Regions from separate parts of the Danio rerio genome. Here region 2 is linked to region 1. Evidence: chromatin contacts called from public Micro-C data. All regions are on one chromosome and are shown on one strand. The core of a region is the stretch at or near the end of the contact, and the rest is flanking DNA. Distances in the headings are between cores, read along the strand shown. Region 1 overlaps slc36a1 (solute carrier family 36 member 1). Region 2 overlaps fat2 (FAT atypical cadherin 2).

The links. Hi-C and Micro-C count contacts between places; a contact is called where the count stands out from the background.
Region 2: a contact with region 1 is called in a Micro-C map of caudal fin, with 4 times the contacts expected there. The contact joins two enhancer-like sites. A contact is called at or near these places in 2 of 18 Hi-C or Micro-C datasets (caudal fin and an unstated tissue).

What each region holds. Positions count from the first base shown.
Region 1 is chr14:30,273,524-30,277,602 of GRCz12tu, reverse strand. slc36a1 (solute carrier family 36 member 1) reads right to left here. Exons shown (of 13, transcript XM_073921867.1): 6 at 2,479-2,568; 7 at 1,524-1,608; 8 at 618-836. Among named protein-coding and RNA genes, the nearest start is that of slc36a1, 14 kb to the right of the region's middle. Within about 2 kb of position 2,397, at least 6 of the 62 cell types and tissues checked have an H3K27ac peak or open chromatin away from gene starts, as enhancers often do. A contact at or near this core is called in caudal fin, where this site is marked.
Region 2 is chr14:30,415,285-30,419,363 of GRCz12tu, reverse strand. The region is part of intron 14 of fat2 (FAT atypical cadherin 2); the gene reads left to right. Among named protein-coding and RNA genes, the nearest start is that of fat2, 35 kb to the left of the region's middle. Within about 2 kb of position 2,118, at least 2 of the 62 cell types and tissues checked have an H3K27ac peak or open chromatin away from gene starts, as enhancers often do. A contact at or near this core is called in caudal fin, where this site is marked.

The DNA.
Region 1 (4,079 bases), core at 1,148-3,647:
TATTAAATTGCCTTTCCTGAAAATTTATGAAATAAAAAAAGTTAATAATAATGAAATATTAATAAAAGTTTTCTTTGGTAAACTTTTGTAGTAGAATTATTTATTTTTTACGTTAATTACATATTTCAAGTATTTTTTATTTTATTTTTTTACTGGAGATATAAGAGCATTTATTTGAAACACAAATCTTCTAAAGCCTTAGTAATTACTAATCAGATTTTAATTATCTGTTTTTGCTTATTTAATATAACTTCATATTTAATATAAGTTTATTTAAAGCTAAATTTTATGTAGATGCACAACCATCCAAAAAAAACCTTTAAAAAACTTATATTTCTAATATAATAAATTATTTCAGATTTTTTCAATATTATTTAGCAAAAAAAAAAAAAGTTTTATGACAATACATAATCACAGAAAGACGAAATATTTAAATGTATTTTTTGTTTAGTTTTTGTCAACATCATACAGTCCAATCGTGCGACATTTGTTTCCAGAAAATTGCTATAAATTACTCATTGTATTGTATGTACTGAATACCAAATTGCAGTCTTAGGCTACTACACTTCAACAAATTACATGTACTGTACTCTGAGTGTGTGTTTCCCGTGTCTTACCGTCAGACAGTAGTAGTATATGAGGACCAGGCTGGCACACATGCAAATGTTTGCTGCAAACGACAGAGGAGCCAAATACTTGAGGTTGCGGATGAAAACCAACAAGATGATGAAGGGCAAGAAGAAGACCATGTAGAGTCGAGAGTCATAGCTGGGCACCGGCACAGCGGTTTCATTGTTGTGACAGTTCCCGGTAGTTGCATTGGCAGTTTCAACCACCTACAACATGCAAAACAATGGAGAGTTACTTTTATAGTAGTAATAATGATCTGATTGATTCTATATTGTATTTCGAGTGAATTCTAAAACTATCGACTAAAGTTAAACATCGTCTTGTTCAGGAAAGCAACCTTGGGTGACTGTTTAAGTGAACTGAAAGTCAATGCCGCCCTCTTGTGGTGACAAAAGAAATTTACACACATTATTACATTTATTTTTTATTATTTGGAGCTTTTGTCCATTGACAGAATATTTGATGCTTTAATAGTACAAAAATATATATTCACTGTAAATTTAATCAGCAACCTTAGCGTCTACATGACTTGTTTTTACTTGGTTTTCATTTTATAAATTAGGATGTGAACAAAGTACTCTTCTTCTGTATAAGTTGGCATGAGACTTTTATTACAGTATGTTGAAGTGGTTTCAACTGAAATGGGCTATTGAGTAGGGTGCAAGGCTTAATTTTTGCACAATGTTCTCTCGTGATATAGGTGCAATAGAGAAGGACTGTTACTCCAAATGAGAAGGTAAACGGTCAGACTTTAATTTACGATTACCAAAATAAACTTTTTTTCTTTCAGAAGATTAACTTCCGCAGATTAACTGTTAACCTAAAGAATAATGTGTGCTAGCAAAAAACACATTGTGAATTTGGAGTGCATATGAACTTTAGATGTCTCTCACCTGCTTGACATTGTCACTGAGGAACACAAAGTACACACAGCAGAAGCCCAATTGAGTAATGTTGAGGAACAAGTTCACCACATGTCTGAAAAACCAAACACAAAAAAGAGAAACTATTTTTTATGTTCAGGTACATACATCAACTATTTTCTGTTCTTATATAACGTGAATCCTGAAAGTCAGTTAGACAAACTGTCTAAGGGGGGGGGGGGGGGGTTGTACACACATAACTAAATTCACATTGTTAATTATTTTTATTGTTGAAAAGTGACAGCAAAGCCATTTACAATTTTTACTAAATATTTTCATCTATTATTTTTATACAGTTTCTACTGAAACTATCCTGAAAATATATATAAGTAATTATAAGTAATTATAAATAATAACAGCACTAAATTACATGACTTAAAAATAAAAAATGTTATCTTAAAAGGATAGTTCACCCAAATATAAAAACTATGTCATTATTTACTTACTTTTTTAACACAAAAGATACTTCTAAGAATGGAAATCTTTAACCATTGACTTTCATAGTATTTTCTACCAAGTGCAAGTGGTTATGGTTTCCAGTATCCTTCAAAATATCATCTTTTGTGTTCAACAGAAAAAAACAACCTCAGGGTGAGTAAATAATGACAGAAATTATATTTTTGGGTGAACTATTTTGAAGCATCTTTAAAAACATTCTAAACAAACCCAGACTTTTAGCTTACATTATTGTCTATTATAAAAGCACCTTAGAGAAAGCAGTCAAACACTTATTGAACATTTTACACCCGATACTGTAAAATGGAAACCGAAACTGCTGTCATGTGCAGGATCTGAAAGCCTGACCTAGCACAAAGATCATGTGCTGAAAGTCGTGACAAACAAAGATTATGTTAAGACGCACACAACCGGTGAGTCAACTTTAACACACTACTGAACTTAAAAACTGCCTTGTAAGCACTGTTACCTTCCCCATATAGAGTGTCTGCTTAGCCACGACACGTTCTCCATCCCATACTCCACTGCATCACCATAGGAAAGAAATGGTTTGCCCAACCTAAGAGCAGATAATAATAAAATTAATTAAATGAAACAAATTTGAGACAAACTGAGACAAAAATAAAGGTCAGACATGCTATTTTGTTTAATAATATAGTTACAGCCTTATTCCAAAATAGATTAAATTCATTTCGTTCCTCAAAATTCTAAAAACAATACCCCATAATGACAATAAAAAAAAAAAAAGATTTTTTGAAATTGTTGCAAATTTATTACAAATAAAAAAAAAACATCACATGTACAGAAGTATTCACAGCCTTTGCTCAGTACTTTGTTGATGCACCTTTGGCAGCAATTACAGCCTCAAGTCTTTTTGAATATGATGCCAAAAGCTTGGCACACACATTTTTTGGGAATTTTTGCCCATTTCTCTTTGCAGTACCTCTCAAGCTCTATCAGGCTGGATGGGAAGTGTCAGTGTACAGCCATTGTCAGATTTCTCCAGAGATGTTCAATATAATTCAGGTCTGGGCTCTTGCAGAGCCACCCAAGGACATTTACAGAGTTGTTGTGAAGCCACTTCCTTGATATTTTTGCGGTGTACTTTGGGTCATTGTCCTGCTGGAAGATGAACCTTTACCCCAGTCTGAGGTCAAGAGCCCTCTGAAGCAGGTTTTCATTCAGGATGTCTCTGTACATTGCTGCATTCATCTTTCCCTCTATCCTGACTAGTCTTCCAGTTCCTGCTGCTGAAAAACATACCCGGAGCATGATGCTGCCACCACCATGCTTCACTGTAGGGATGGTATTAGCCTGGTGCAGAGTAATGACTGGTTTTCTCCAAATGTAACGCCTGGCATTCACTCCAAAGAGTAAAATTTTTTCTCTGGTCTCATCAGACCAGAGAATTTTGTTTCTTATGGTCTAAGGGTCTTTCAGATGCCTTTTGGCATATTCTAGGCAAGGAGTGGCTTCCGTTTGGCCACTCTACCATACAGGATTAATTTGTTGCACAGATGGCTGTCCTTATGTAAGTTTTTCCTCTCTCCACAAAAGAACGATGGAGCTCAGACAGTGTCATTGGGTTATTGATCACCTCCCTGACTAAGGCCCTTCTCCCCCGATCACTCAGCTTAGATGGCCGGCCAGCTCTAGGAAGAGTCCTGGCAGTTCCAAACATCTTCCACTTAGAGATGATGGAGGCCACTATACTTATTGGAACTTACAGAGCAGCAGAAATCTTTCTGTAAGCCTCCCCAGCCTTGTGTCTCAAGACAATCCTATCTCGGAGGTCTACAGACAATTCCTTTGTCTTCAGGCTTGGTTTGTGCTTTGACATGCACGGTTAACCCTGGGACCTTATATAGACAGGTGTATGCCTTTTTTAAATCATGTCCAATAAACTGAATTTACCACAGGTAAACTGTAATTAAGCTGCTGAAACATCGTAAGAAAGATCAAAGAAATTAAGGCTGATTTATTCTTCTACAGCTCAGCCTATGCGTTGACGCATAACCCTACGCCATGGCCGCTGGCGTCGCAGACGCGCACCTATCAAAAATGTAACTA
Region 2 (4,079 bases), core at 869-3,368, 140 kb before region 1:
GGTATAAGTGTGACAAAAATTATTTACTGCAAGTTCTCCACTGTTGTTTCAGAACAATTTCTTTCTCTTTAGTTGAAGTTTGCATGCTTGAACACATATTATATAAATACCCTGTATTTCAGTAGTAATATAATATAATATAATATAATATAATATAATATAATATAATATAATATAATATAATATAATATCATATCATATCATATCATATCATATCATATTATATACAAAATATAAAACTCAAGTGCAATGAAATGCAATTGCTGGAATATTCTTTGTCATAAAATAGATGCGGTACTATAATGGCCTTATTAATATTATGATTTTATTTTTTGCTTGTCAAAGTGAAACTCATCAATCAGGCATTAATCGGCTTGCACTTTATTACATTGCCTTTTTTCCTTTTCATGCAAGGTCAGACTGAATCATTTTAGGATTAAAAAAAAATAAATGTAATTCACTGTTGGCTGTTGTTCCTAATTAAATGCAATGAGAATCAGAAACACTGATGGATTCATGAGTAATATGATTTTCATGATGCAGCTATGTTTTACAAAAATAATAAAAACAGCATATTAGACAATCTACTTTGGTGAAAAAAAAAACGTGATTTAATTAACAGCAAAATAAACTCTTGACATTTCAAAAGAACGCTTAAATCAAGGAGAGTTTAATGAAATGTCAGAAAATACAAGCTCATGAACAGTGGTCTACCAGTTAGTAAATACTGTCAGATTATCTAAAAGTAAAAAAGTGACCTCAGAAATATTCAAATAGACTGAAAATATGCATACAGTACCTTAACTTGATGGATGAACTGCATGTTTGCACATGTTCATTAAAATTGAAAGGTTAATTTTTCACAAGTGACTCATTTTGCAGGTTACTGTAGGCTAATTAACTTCATTATTTTCTCCCACCATATAAACCTTTGTCGTGGTGGATGGCATGTTTAATTCTGTGAATGACAAAAAGGCTGTGAGGGGTAAAAGTACAGGTAACGCTATATTTTACAGCCCAATTCAATGCATAGGTACACTCTCAGAAATAAAGGTACAGGAGCTTTCACTGGGGCAGTACCTTTTCAAAAGATAGATATTTGTACCCAAAGAGTCCACAGTGGTACCTAAAGGTGCACATTAATACCCAAATGTACCTAAAAATTATCTTTGAGGTACCATTAGAGACCCTTTAGGTACAAATATGTACCTTCTGAAAAAGTACTGCCTCAGTGACAGCTCCTGTACCCTTATTTCTGAGAGTGTACTCTATATTATAATAGTTACGATAAGTTTACGATAACTATATTATAATAGTTATGATAACTAATATAATGATAACTTTTATGATAGTTACAATAAACCCTGTAGTTTCCTTGTTTGTCTTAGGTAAGAACTGTACATCTAGGTGCAAATTGTGTAAAAGTAAAAGCAACAAAGTAAAGTTCAATAAGATGCAGTTTTTGTGTATATGGGTGTTGCTCATCATTCAAGTGAGCCATGCATTCTCATGGCAATTATGAAAATAGGCAAAGCTTCTTGACAGGTGATTTGTCATTATGAGCCGAAGGGAAGTAATCCTAGATCATTGTCAATAAAATATTCATATGTGCGACATCAACATTCGACTACAAGATGAGCTATTATGAATATAACATAACCGTTTTAGACATCTTGTTTTGTCATTTCAGAAACGCATGAATCATCCAAACCCTAATATTTTTCCAGTTTTTGGATCTTCCAGTAGATGTCACAGTTTTACATCTTATTACTCTCAGTTCAGCATCACAACGACAAGATCTGTTTGCTGTGATCTCTGTTCTGAAGTTATTTCTGTCGTTCAAAGTAAATTCAAAAAATGAAAACAAGGCACATCTCACACTGAAGCTTACTGCAGTCCAAATGGATTGTTATTTTTATGAATACCCAGCCATTTCTTCAGCACACACCGCTCTCTGTTTTACAATCAAATGATCTACAAATGCACAGTTCATGGTGAAATGCAGGGAACACTGATGCACATTCAAGTGCTTACTGCGGCTGTCCGCTCTCGTATTGAACACAAGCTCTGTGTTCAAGTAAGAGCACAAACACACCTATATTGACAGAACATGTGCCAAGGACAAACACGGTGCTGTTAGTAATAATACGCCGGTGGATCTCTAGGAAAGCCATTAAGTGACACAACATAGCCTCTGATCTTTAAAATCAATAAAAAGAGACATTACGGGGAGCAATTTTGCACTTGTTGAAAACTGGAATTTTGAGCTAAGCAAAAATTGCAATGTTTTTGTTGTTCTGCGCCTTCTGAGAATGTGAGCAGACGTGCATGTTTGTAAGAGAAGTATAGGACTCAGTCAGTGGGATGATTCACATGTACTTGGTGTGTAAAAGTACAGTTGACTTTGTTATGTTACCCTAGTAAAAGTGGTCATTTTCATCTTACAGTTGTTGAAGCACACAGTTTGTTGATTTTTATGCACATTTAAAGTACTAAATGATGCATGCGCATTTATTTTGAAAAGAAAGAAATTTAAATACCAACACTTGTACACTTCTGCTGACTATGAATGATCATTGAAGTGTGCAAACAAATAAATATAATAAAATATACCTTACTGCCTTGTATATACAGTAAAATTGAGTATAAACTAAATCTGTGTAAATGTTTACATTCAATAATAAAGAAATCTCTTGTGGCAACATATTTCGAGAAGAATGTCATGCAAACATTAGTTTTATTTGTAATATATGATACATTAGTTGAAAGATGCATGTGCAAAAAATATAAATATATTATTTACATTTTTTCTGTAGTTAATCAACTGGAGATTTGCTCTGACCAGATCAGTTGAATCAGTGAGTTGTTAACTGGAGATTCAGCCTGATTCTATTGTTTGTATCATTAAGTCTTTAATTGGAGATTCAATCTAGCATGATTATTTAAATCAGTAACTTGTTAGCTGGATCTGACTGTATCATTTGTATCAATAAATCATTTAAATCTGACAATTGTTACCTGGAGATTCGCTCTGACATTTGCATTATTGAATTGTTAAGATTCAATCTGACAGGATCATTTAAATCAGAAATTTAACTGGATCTCACTGCATCATTTATATCATTGAATTATTTGAATCAGTGAAATGTTAAATGGATAGTTGCTTTGACCAGATCATTTACATCCTTGAATCGTTGGGATAATTTAAATCTGTAATTCATTAACTAGATCTGACTGTATTGTTTGTATCATTGAATCATTTGAATCTGTCAATTGTTACCTGAAGATTCGCTCTGACCAGATCATTTGTATCATTGAATCGTTAACTGGAGATTCAAACTAGTATGATCATTTAAATTAGTTAATTGTGAACTAGATCTGACTGTATCATTTATATTATTGAATTATTAACTAAATATTCAATCTGACAGAATGATTTAAATCAGTGAATTGTTAAGTGGAGAGTCGCTCTGACCAGATCATTTGCATTATTGAATCGTTAACTGGGGATTCAGTCTAACAAAATAATTAGAATCACTGAATTGTTAACTGGAGACTTGTTCTGACCAGATCATTATTTGGAGATTCAATTTGTCAGCATCAATTAAATCAGTGACCTGTTAGCTGGATCTGACTGTATCATTTGTATTATTGAATTGTTAACTAAAGATTTAATCTGACAGGGTTGAATCAGTGAATTGTTAAATGGACAGTTGCTCTGACTAGATCATTTGCATCATTGAATCCTTAACTGGATATTCAACCTGACAGGATAATTTGAATCAGTAAGTTGTTATCTGAATCTTAGTGAATCATTTGTATCATTGAATCATTTGAATCTGTCAATTGTCAACTGGAGACTTGCTCTGACCAGATCATTTGCATCATTGAATCGTTAACTGGGGATTCAGTCTAACAAAATAATTTGAGTCACTGATTATTAATTGGAGACTCGCTCTGACCAGATCATTTGCATTATTGAATCGTTAACTTGAGGTTCAGTCTGACAGGATCACTTGAATCACTAAATAGTTAACTGGAGACATGCTTTGACTGGATCCATTTGGATCAGCAAATTG